Linked DNA regions of Rattus norvegicus: region 1 is linked to region 2. A link is a contact called in public Hi-C data. All regions are on one chromosome and are shown on one strand. Each heading gives the region's core, a stretch centred on a gene start, on an enhancer-like site or on the middle of the called end of the contact. The rest is flanking DNA. Distances are from core to core; before and after follow the strand shown.

Evidence for each region. Hi-C and Micro-C count contacts between places; a contact is called where the count stands out from the background.
Region 1: a Hi-C map of Schwann cells shows a contact between it and region 2, with 3 times the contacts expected there. The contact joins the enhancer-like site here to the promoter of LOC134486328 in region 2. A contact is called at or near these places in 4 of 12 Hi-C or Micro-C datasets (Schwann cells, hepatocytes, liver and 1 more).

The regions. Positions count from the first base shown.
Region 1 is chr3:162,337,069-162,341,849 of GRCr8, forward strand. Asxl1 (ASXL transcriptional regulator 1) reads left to right here. Exons shown (of 13, transcript NM_001427647.1): 13 at 1-4,674. The coding sequence ends at 2,770. Among named protein-coding and RNA genes, the nearest start is that of Asxl1, 66 kb to the left of the region's middle. Within about 2 kb of position 2,588, at least 16 of the 93 cell types and tissues checked have an H3K27ac peak or open chromatin away from gene starts, as enhancers often do. A contact at or near this core is called in Schwann cells, where this site is marked.
Region 2 is chr3:162,271,845-162,276,779 of GRCr8, forward strand. LOC134486328 reads right to left here and starts at 3,558. Exons shown (of 4, transcript XM_063285211.1): 1 at 3,538-3,558; 2 at 2,031-2,650; 3 at 1,269-1,305; 4 at 17-328. The coding sequence starts at 3,558. The coding sequence ends at 308. It overlaps Asxl1 (ASXL transcriptional regulator 1), which reads left to right and starts at 1,984. Exons shown (of 13, transcript NM_001427647.1): 1 at 1,984-2,519. The coding sequence starts at 2,463.

The DNA of each region.
Region 1 (4,781 bases), core at 1,338-3,837, 64 kb after region 2:
GACTGGTGCCAGGACCCTCGCAGACATTAAAGCCCGTGCTTTGCAGGCCCGAGGGGCGAGAGGCTACCACTGCAATCGAGAGGCGGCTGCCACTGCCATCGGAGGGGGGGGTGGCCCGGGTGGAGGTGGCAGTGGGGCCATCGATGAGGGAGGTGGCAGAGACGGCAGCAGTGGTGATGGTAGTGAGGCCTGTGGCCACTCTGAGCCCAGGGGAGCCTCAAGCAACCCTGGAGAGAGTGCGTCAGATCTACAGCGAACACAACTACTGCCGTCTTGTCCTCTGAATGGAGAGCACACTCAGGCTGATGCCGCCATGGTCAGAGCCAAAGGAGAGGACTCTGCTTCTCTCAGAAAGGAAGAGAACGGCCTGTTGACGAGGGCCCCGGGTGTGCTTACAAGTGGACTGGAAGATGCCTCCCAACCCCCTGTTGCTCCCACTGGAGACCAGCCCTGTCAGGCTTTGCCCCCTTTGTCCTCCCAAACTCCAGTGGCTGAGATGTTAGCAGAGCAGGCTAAGTTGCTTCCAGATGATAGGACTGAGTGTGAGCCTCGTACTCCTTCCTGGGAGAAGGGTGGTGAAGACCAAGGACCCACCGTTCCCTCAGAGGGTAGTTCTGGACAGTCTCCATTGGGAGATATACTAGGAGGAGGAAATGACCAGATCTTTGATAATATGAAGGAGCCTGTAAATATGACACCTGCTTTTATATCTGAATTGTCATTGGCTAACTCCCTACAGGATAGACCTTCTGATGATGAATTAGGAGTTGGTGCCACAGGCCCCCACATAAGGGAGAGTAGACAAGAAACTTTGAAAACTGAGGCTTTTGTATCTGGTAGTCCTGGCTCCTGGGTACCCATTCTGTCAAATTATGAGGTAATAAAAGAATCTTATCCAGAAGCCAGAGAAAATGCACCATGTCTGGAACCCCAGGATGGAAAAGGGTGGGAGAGAACTGTTCCCCTTGTGGCTGCCATGCCTGGGGGGCATGCAGAAGTTTTGCCCTACCATGAGAGCTGTGCTTCACACTGGACTGCACCTCCTCCAGGAGTCCTGGGCAGCACTTGCAGTGACAGTCAGCAGGTAGACCTTGAAAGACTGGAAATGAACGGCATCTCTGACATACTGAGTCCTCACAACGAATCCACAGATACAGCCTCTGACTCTGAAGGCCACTTTTCTGAGGACAGCAGTGAGGTTGATGCATGTGAAATCACAGTGGTAAAAGGGTTGTTGGGTGGGAGTGAAAAACAGGACTGGGATCCATCTGCCTCACTGTCCAAGGCAAGCACTGACCTAAGTGTGCTTACAAGGACAGAAGGGGTGGCTACTCCTCAGAGCTGGGTATCTAGAGTATGTGCAGTCCCCCACAAGATCCCAGACTCCCTGCTGCTGTCCAGTACTGAGTGCCAGCCCCGGTCTGTGTGCCCACCAAAGCCTGGTTCTTCAGCGGAGGTTACAAACCCACTTGTGATGCACCTGCTGCATGGTAATTTGCCCCTGGAGAAGGTTCTTGCTCCAGGTCATAGAAGCAACCAACCTGAATCCCCACATCTGCCACTTAGAGAACAGAACCAGGATAGAGGCACTCTGCAAGGTACAGGGGGAGACAATCACCTAGTTGCCAGAAGCAACCCTGGTTCTGTACAAACATTGAAAGAGTCTATTCTGGCCCAAAGCTATGGAGCAAGTGCTGGTCTTGTCAGGGCAAAGGCCTCCAAAGCTCCTGGAATGTCCCAGAAGATTGCCAGGTTGGTTCCAAGTTCAGACTCCCAGCATCCAGTGACAGAACTGACACCTTCCTCTAGCAACCTGGAAGAAATCGATTCCAAAGAGCATCTCTCTTCCTTCCTTTGTGAAGAGCAGAAAGAAGCCCATTCCCTGTCTCAAGGCAGTGATCCGGGTGCTGCCCCAGGCCAGTTTCTAGGAGATCACACTACCTCCAAAGTGCCATGTTTCTCCTCCACAAATGTGAGCCTCTCCTTTGGTTCTGAGCAGACAGATGGGACCCTGAGTGATCAGAACGATGTTGGTGGTCGCGAGAAGAAACTGTTTGGTCCTAGGAATACAGTTGCCACCCTTCAGTACCCTAGGTCTGAAGAGCAGATACCACTACCTGCTGAGGTCCCTCCAGTGTTTCCCAGTAGGAAGATAGAACCAAGCAAAAACTCTGTGCCTGATGGTGTGCAGACTGCAAGGGAAAACAGGACGCCCAAACCACCAGCTGTCTCTGCTGGCAGCATCAAGACAGAGCAGACATTTTTGAGGGATCCCATTAAAGCAGATGCAGAGAACAGAAAAGCTGCAGGGTACAGTTCTCTGGAACTAGTGGGTCACTTGCAAGGAATGCCTTTTGTTGTGGACCTGCCTTTCTGGAAATTACCCAGAGAGCCAGGGAAAGGGTTCAGTCAGCCCCTGGAGCCGCCTTCCATCCCCTCCCAACTCAGCATCAAGCAGGCTTTGTACGGGAAGTTTTCCAAACTGCAGCTGAGTCCCAGCAGCTTTAATTACTCCTCCAGCTCGGCCGCCTTTCCCAGAGGCCTCGCTGGTGGTGTGGTGCAGCTGAGCCACAAAGCCAGCTTTGGTACAGGCCACACTGCATCACTGTCCCTACAGATGTTCACTGACAGCAGTGCAGTAGAAAGCATCTCTCTCCAGTGTGCATGCAGCCTGAAAGCCATGATCATGTGCCAAGGCTGCGGAGCGTTCTGCCACGACGACTGCATTGGACCTTCAAAGCTCTGTGTATTGTGCCTTGTGGTGAGATAATAAATTATGGCCATTGGAAACATTGTACATTTAGTGTGTGTATTTTAATAATGGTTGATCTTAAATCTGTATACAGAATATCACTGATATAATGAACTCTCACTCTAGATGAGATAAATCTTGCCTCCCCATGAAATTTATAGTGCTGAAGCCCTCTGTCACTTGGCACCCTTCTAGCCTTGCCAGAAGGGTTTTCCAGGAGAAGGGGGCACTATGGTTGCCTAAGACCATCCAGCCTAAACCCTCTTGTAGTCAGGCAGTACAGTGTGGCAGGGCAACCTGTCTGACACCCAAATGGACTTGAAATTGAAGCAGGAAGGTTGGGTTCTCCATGGATGGAACTCCCCTGCCTGCACTGAGCAGGAATGTCCGTCTTCCACTGCCCTCCCTGCCATCTGCTGCTTAGCTTGGGGAGTTGATGGTTGCAGAAGCCACACAGGGTTAAAGTAACTTCCGTCTTTATCCACCAGGGGATCAAACACCCAATGACTTAGATGTCATATTTCTGTCATTTGCCAGTTGATGGAGCCAAGTTGACCTTTGGTTCTGGTGCTTCACCCAGTTTGGAACTTTAATCTGTAACCCAGGGATCCACGGATTCTCTTGGAAGCTTGAATAGCCCTTCTTGGACAATGGGGTCTGGAAATAGGGCTGTCTGCTGTGGAAATGCCATCTGTAGACTTCAGAGTCAACTGTACAGATGTTTGCAGGGGACTCCTGCTTGCCACCCACCCGTCACATTTGATTCCGTGGGAGTGGGCACCCATGCACTTGTGTATGTGAAAGTCATTTTACATTTCCAAGCAGTCTGTTTCTTATTTTTATATTTTAACTCTATTCTTGGATGTATAAAGTGAACCTTTTCGCTTCTGTAAGTATGCTCTATGCACCTCTAACGTTTTATCCTGTATTTATATGTTGTACACAGTATTGGCCAATTCTGTAAATGGATGTATTGTACAGAGAACATGAACGTCTCTTCCTTAGTTTACGTCTTCAGCACCCTTGATTAAAATGGTGTTGTCTACTTCCGTGCACCAACTGTCAAAACCACTGAGTGCTGTGTTGCCTGATGTGAGAAGGAAGTTACTGACTTGTGACCTATGGTTGGCCCTGTGCCTTGTCACCTGTGTCACCAGGGAATCTCCTGCAGTCTGCGCGCCACAGACACCATTGATCGAACATGTCTTGTTCCTTGTATCTATTCTCTTCCAGCCTTGAGTGGCTGCGCTGCCGCCACATATGACAAATTGTCATCACCAGTGTTAAGTCCTGGATTCATGGGTGAGTTCCTTGGACAACCCCGAGACAGGCTTCTGGATCTGGCTCCAGGGTCATCACCTGTCAAAGCAATATTGGGGATCGCTAGGCTCCTTTTGACTTACTTTTGACAGTAGGTTTCAGGGGAACAAAGCCATGCCTGCTGCCTGCCTCTCTCCTAACATGGTTCCATCAAGTAGATGCCCTTTGTATTTGTCTGACCTCATTCTGGTTCCTACCATTTCTGTATTTTTACTTGAAAGTTGGGAGTCCTTGTTTAATTTAGGTCTGTCGTCTTGTGTGAGTGTTTCTGTATGAAGTATAAAAATTTGTGTGCCTTGAGCAAGTCTCATTTTCTTTGTAAGCTGCCTCTCTGCCATTTCATGAGGTGGCTCTCTTTTTGGTGGGGAGGGGGCTGGGGGATCCATGAAGTATGAGTGAGGAACTGGTAGTGAATTCAGTATTGGCCAAGTCCATGTTGTGTGCTCAGAAGTCTCTTTACCAAAGACCAGGAGCAGGAGCTAAGCATGTCCAGTCCTCCTCTTGTGCGACCTTTGACAGTGGTCTGGTCCACGGGGCTGCTCAGAAAAGCGCTGCTCTTGTATGTCTCACTGGTATTGGAAAATAAACCTGTACAACCTGCATTGGCTCCTTGTTATCTGTGGCTGCCTGGGGGTGTGGGGAGGTGGGGTTAAGTGCAGAACAGGACAGCTCCTCCTAACTGTGGGCTCCTGTGTGCAGTGGATTGGCA
Region 2 (4,935 bases), core at 2,308-4,807:
GAACATTTTAGTCAGGTCTGGTGACACAGGCTTTTAATCTTAGTTATTCTGGAGACTGGAGGAGAGTGACTGCCCAGTCAAGCCAAGCTGCAACACTTATGAACCTGTCTCAGAACACAGACAGGGCTCGGCAGGTGGAACAGAGGTAAAGCATCCACCATGCATGCAGACCTGAGCCCGGGCCCCAACAACAAAACATAAAGCCTGCATATTACAGTCAGTCTTCCCTCCTTAATCCTTCCAAGTGCGTGGCTGTGTTGGAGATATGGATCGATTCAAAATGTCTCAACGAAGCTTTACTGTCTTCTCAGAGGTGATTGTTTCTGCCCTAGATTGAAAACAAAGAATTATAAACAGCACTACCAAAAGCCAGGGGTAGTGGGGCATGCATTTTAATCCCTCAGGTATTCATAGGCAAAGGAAAGAGAATAGAAGCCTGTTTGACAACAGCCTGTGTATATTTTAAGGTTTTGTTTCAAAATTAAAAAGTGTTAGGATACAGCTCAGGGATTGTGAGAGGCCCTCAGTTCATCTCCCCCCATTCCCCCAACAAAATCCCAATGTACACCTTTAATCCCAGCATTTGGAAGGTAGTGGCAGGTGGATCTCTCAGGGTTAACCTGGTTTACACAGTGAGTTCCAGGCCAGCCAGGTGTATGTAGTCTCAAAAAACAAAACCTAAAATGTAAAAAACAAATAATTTTAGAAGTATTTCTCTCCCTGTTGGGATGAAATTAGAAGGGGAGTGGTGGTGTAAAACTCTAAATTTCATCCTCTATAGTCTATTCATTGTAGATTTTTGTTTATTGAATTTGAGTCTTGAGTGACAGGTATTAAGGACTGCTGAGTCCTTTAAATACTTTTATGTTCTGGGTGCTCCAAACCTCATCCTATCACTGCAATCAAGGCTCAGAGGCTCCAGTGCTCACTGTGAGCTTGTAATAACAGTTATCATTTATTCTATAATAGAAGCCAAATTACATGAGCCCAATAATATCAGGATCTTCCATATTCTCTCCAATCTTCTAGATATTTCATGCTAATTTGTACCCCATCAATGTTGTGGGATAGCATGCTAACACAGATCAAACAGGCTCAGTGGGGTTAAGAGGAGTCAAGAAGTCACAATTAGGATTCTAAATCTAGGTTGGTTGACATTAGGACTTGACCTCTCTCCAGGGAACTGCTTCTAAATATACACCCAGGTGCATTTTGATTTACATGGATGGACCTTAAGTGTTTACCTACTATCGGATCACCAAATTCACCTGGCGGCAATTCTGCTGTAAACTGCAGGTGCATTTTCTGCAAATATATAGAGGTATTAAAAGTACAAGAGGAAATGGGTTAATCATCTAGGGCGGTCAATCGTGCAATAACCGTTTTACTGTTATGAGTGTGTCTTTGCTTACTATGCGCCAATTGACTCATTTAGGGGTGGGCCAAAAAGGAAAAGTCCTACTTTTTGTTACCCACCAGAAGTGCAGATGAGAAATGTGTATACGGTGGGGGGGTGGGGGGTGGGAGGTGGAGTGGAAGCAGGGTGGCGGAGCTACCAACTCCGGGTCTGAACCCTCACTAGACCCGCCCCTAGAATAAAAAAAAAAAAAAGAAAAAAGAAGCTCGGAACGGGTTAACCTCGACCAGGGGGAGTCCAGCCACCGCCCCTTCCCAGCAACACCTCCCAGAAACCCTCAGGCCTCCGCTAGTTCCCGAACCTCGCGAGACCCCGCCCCATCCTTTCCTGACCGACTTCCCGCCCCCTTCTTTACCAAGCTAGGAGCCCAGCGGGGTACGGAAGAGAGTGGGCGGAAAACAGAGACCCGGGGCACTACGGGAAATGTGGTCCAAGCACTTCAGGCAGCCATTTTCTTCCGGAGAGGCGTAGGCCAGGGAGCCAGTAAGGACTACAAATCCCAGCCACCCTTTCGGTTTGTTTTTGTTCAAAAAAAAAAAAACCACACTCCCCCTCCTCACTCTTCTCTCTCTCTCTCACACACACACGCGGGCACACACATACACACACATACCCACGGCAGACACGCACGCATCCGAGCGTCGAAAGGGAAGCTGCGTTTCGCCATCTCGGCCCGCCACTAGTCCGCTCTCCGTTTCCCAGCAGCGCGGGAAAGCGGAGGCCGGACCCGTGACCTCTGACCCCGTGGTTATGCGGAGCCGCCGCATTCCTTAGCCATCGCGGGGCTGCCGCTGCCACCGTGGGCGACTGACGCAGCGCGGGCGCGTGGAGCCGCCGCCCCTCCCCCAGCGCCACCCTCGCGCCGGGTCTCGCGCCAGCCAGTGCCGGTGCGCCCGCCCTCTCCGGCCGCACCCGAGTCCTCGCACGCGCCGCCGCCACGCGCCCCCCGTCGCTGCCGCCTCCACCCCAGCCCCGCGCCGCCACCGCCCCAGCCCGCCCCGCCCGAAGGACCCGCGTGGAGCCGCCACCGCCGCCGCGGAGGAGGATGAAGGACAAACAGAAGAAGAAGAAGGAGCGCACGTGGGCCGAGGCCGCGCGCCTGGTGAGGCGAGCCGCCCGGGGGGGGCGCAGCGGGGGGTCTAGGAGGTGGGCTCCCGCGCGGCTCCCGGGGCGGGGGAGGGGCGAGGCCCTGCCCACCGCAGCAGGGGGCGGGGCCGCCCGGGTGTGGAGCTCCTAAGGTCCCCGGCCTGAGTAGGCTGGGGCGCCTTTTTCTGCACACCCCCCTGAATTCCTGCGGAGGGGCGAGCTGGCAAGCAGCTCCTCCCCTCCGAGCGCCCGGGCTCCAGCCTCCCCTCCCCCACGTTGGCAGCAGCAGGGGGTCCCGGGTAGCGCCGTTTATTCTTCTGAGGGAGTTAGATTTCCGGGAAAGGTCGGAAGTACTTCCCTTACTTCTTCGTGGGCAGTGGAGTGGGTCACTGGACACCGCGGGGGTGGGAAAGTGCCCCTGGTTTCAAGGACATGAGAAGCATTTAGAGCGTTGGCAATTTAAACCAGGTGTGTGTCGGAAAGAATTGCTAAGAATCAATCTGAACCCTAGGTAGTGGTTCTCAAAGTAGAGTGCCCAGTGGGAGTATACCTGCGGACTTTGTTTAAAACACTGCTTCTAGGGCCCATTTTAAACACACTGAACTCGAGATTCCGCTGAGAAACAGTACTTTAGCCAGCTGCTTAAGAGATTCTTAATGCAGGTGACCCTCGAACATTCAAATCAAACTGAACCCCTGTGACTGCGATGGGGGTAGGCACTTTGTAGAGGAACTGAATACACTTTGCAAAGAATGTGTTATCTGTTCGAGGCTTCTGAGGGTTTAGTTTAAAAAAAAAAAAAAGTAAATAGGTTCTTGAGCTAGCTACCTGCCCAGAGGATTTGTGGATTTTCTGTTTCCCAGGCTCCAGTAGACTTGTGAGAAAGCTTCCTTTTGGACTTAAAAAATACAAAGCCAAAAAGATCTGAGTGAGGCATGTTCTTAGGAAATGTTGCTGAGGACAGTTCTAATAGGTTATCTCGGAGATGTCACTTCCTCAGACTGCCACAGTGCAGGGTTATGGGTGCATCCTACTTTTCTGTTGACGCCCTGCATTTTATGTGTAATTGTTATAATTTAAGTTTAATGATGGAGTGAGTGAAGCTCAGCTTTCTAGCTGTTCCTTTTACTGGAAAGTGAGTTCTGTCTGCCTCAAAAGTGTTGGAGGTCGATAAAGATCTCGAGTGAACCTTTTTCTTGGAGTCTGAAAGCCGGTTATTCATTTACCCATGGCTGTTTGAGCTACCAGAGAATTTCCACTGATATTCCTGATCATCTCTCTTCTCCTGTTACCCTGGGAACAGAAACAGGGATTGTTTGTGTGAAAGATGTAGTTCGGTTTATTTTTTGCTTGGCATAAGAAAATTGAAACTCCTAGGTGGTGTATTTTTCCTTTTGTGATTCAATCAAAATGAGAACCTTTGGCTAGTTTTTATGATCTTGGAACTTTAGGGTTTCTTCAACCATGCTTCACTTAACAAATTTAGGTCTGAAGGAGCTGAGGAGAAAGGTGAAATGTAGGATGTTTTATTTTATCATGGAGGTTGTTGAATCTTGACTGTTCATTGAAGTTCTGAGTTTCTGTGTGCAGGTGTTTATGACTCTGGGCACCCAAAGAAAATGTGCTTGCCAGAACTCTACTTGTTAGAGGTAGGTGAAAGTACCTTCAAATCTTGTGTTATTTACGTCCTGACAATTCTGAAATCTTCTCATCTCAAAGCTCTTTGGGCTCTTATTAGTAGAAAGGCTCTAGCAGTTTGGAATCCCACTGTTATTTTAAGCCTCTTTAAGCTCTTAAATTTACTGTGGTTTGAATTCCAAGGTTAAGGTTGCTATTTCTATTTTATCATTGGCTCACCTTCAAGCTCAATTATCTTAAGTTATTTCTCTTTTTTTTCTGTGGCTCTTCAGTTAAAAATAGTAATCTGGACAGGAATTTCTTTGTGGCGTAGTTGTACGTTTGAAAGAGGACTTGTGGGAACATGGTGTGCAATTTTGCATATCTTTTATGTGGTTTGTGTTTTAGAATTTTCTGTGCTTTTGTTGGGGTTTGTTGGATGACTGGAGATGAAATCTTCCCATTAAAAAAAAGTCCTGTCTCACTGAGTGCTGGGGAGTTTGCTTTTACTTCATAAAGGGACACCTGGCAAACAGTGAGCTACAATGGCAGTGCAGTTAGTTTTGTCACAGGATTACTATTCGTAATTGCTTTTGGACGGTTCATATTAAATGTAGTGGCGACGCCATGTGCTTGTCAGGTGGGAGCTTCTAATCACTCCTGGCCTTGATCAAATTGGCGAGTAGATAATAATCTTATATATGCCAGTTTGGTGTAGGAAAGCTTATAGGATTCTGGAGAATTCCAGCAGAGTAGCAGACCCCTGCAGGTGGGTTTTTGCAGTTGTTAGTTTTAAGAAGTGGACATTCTTCTAT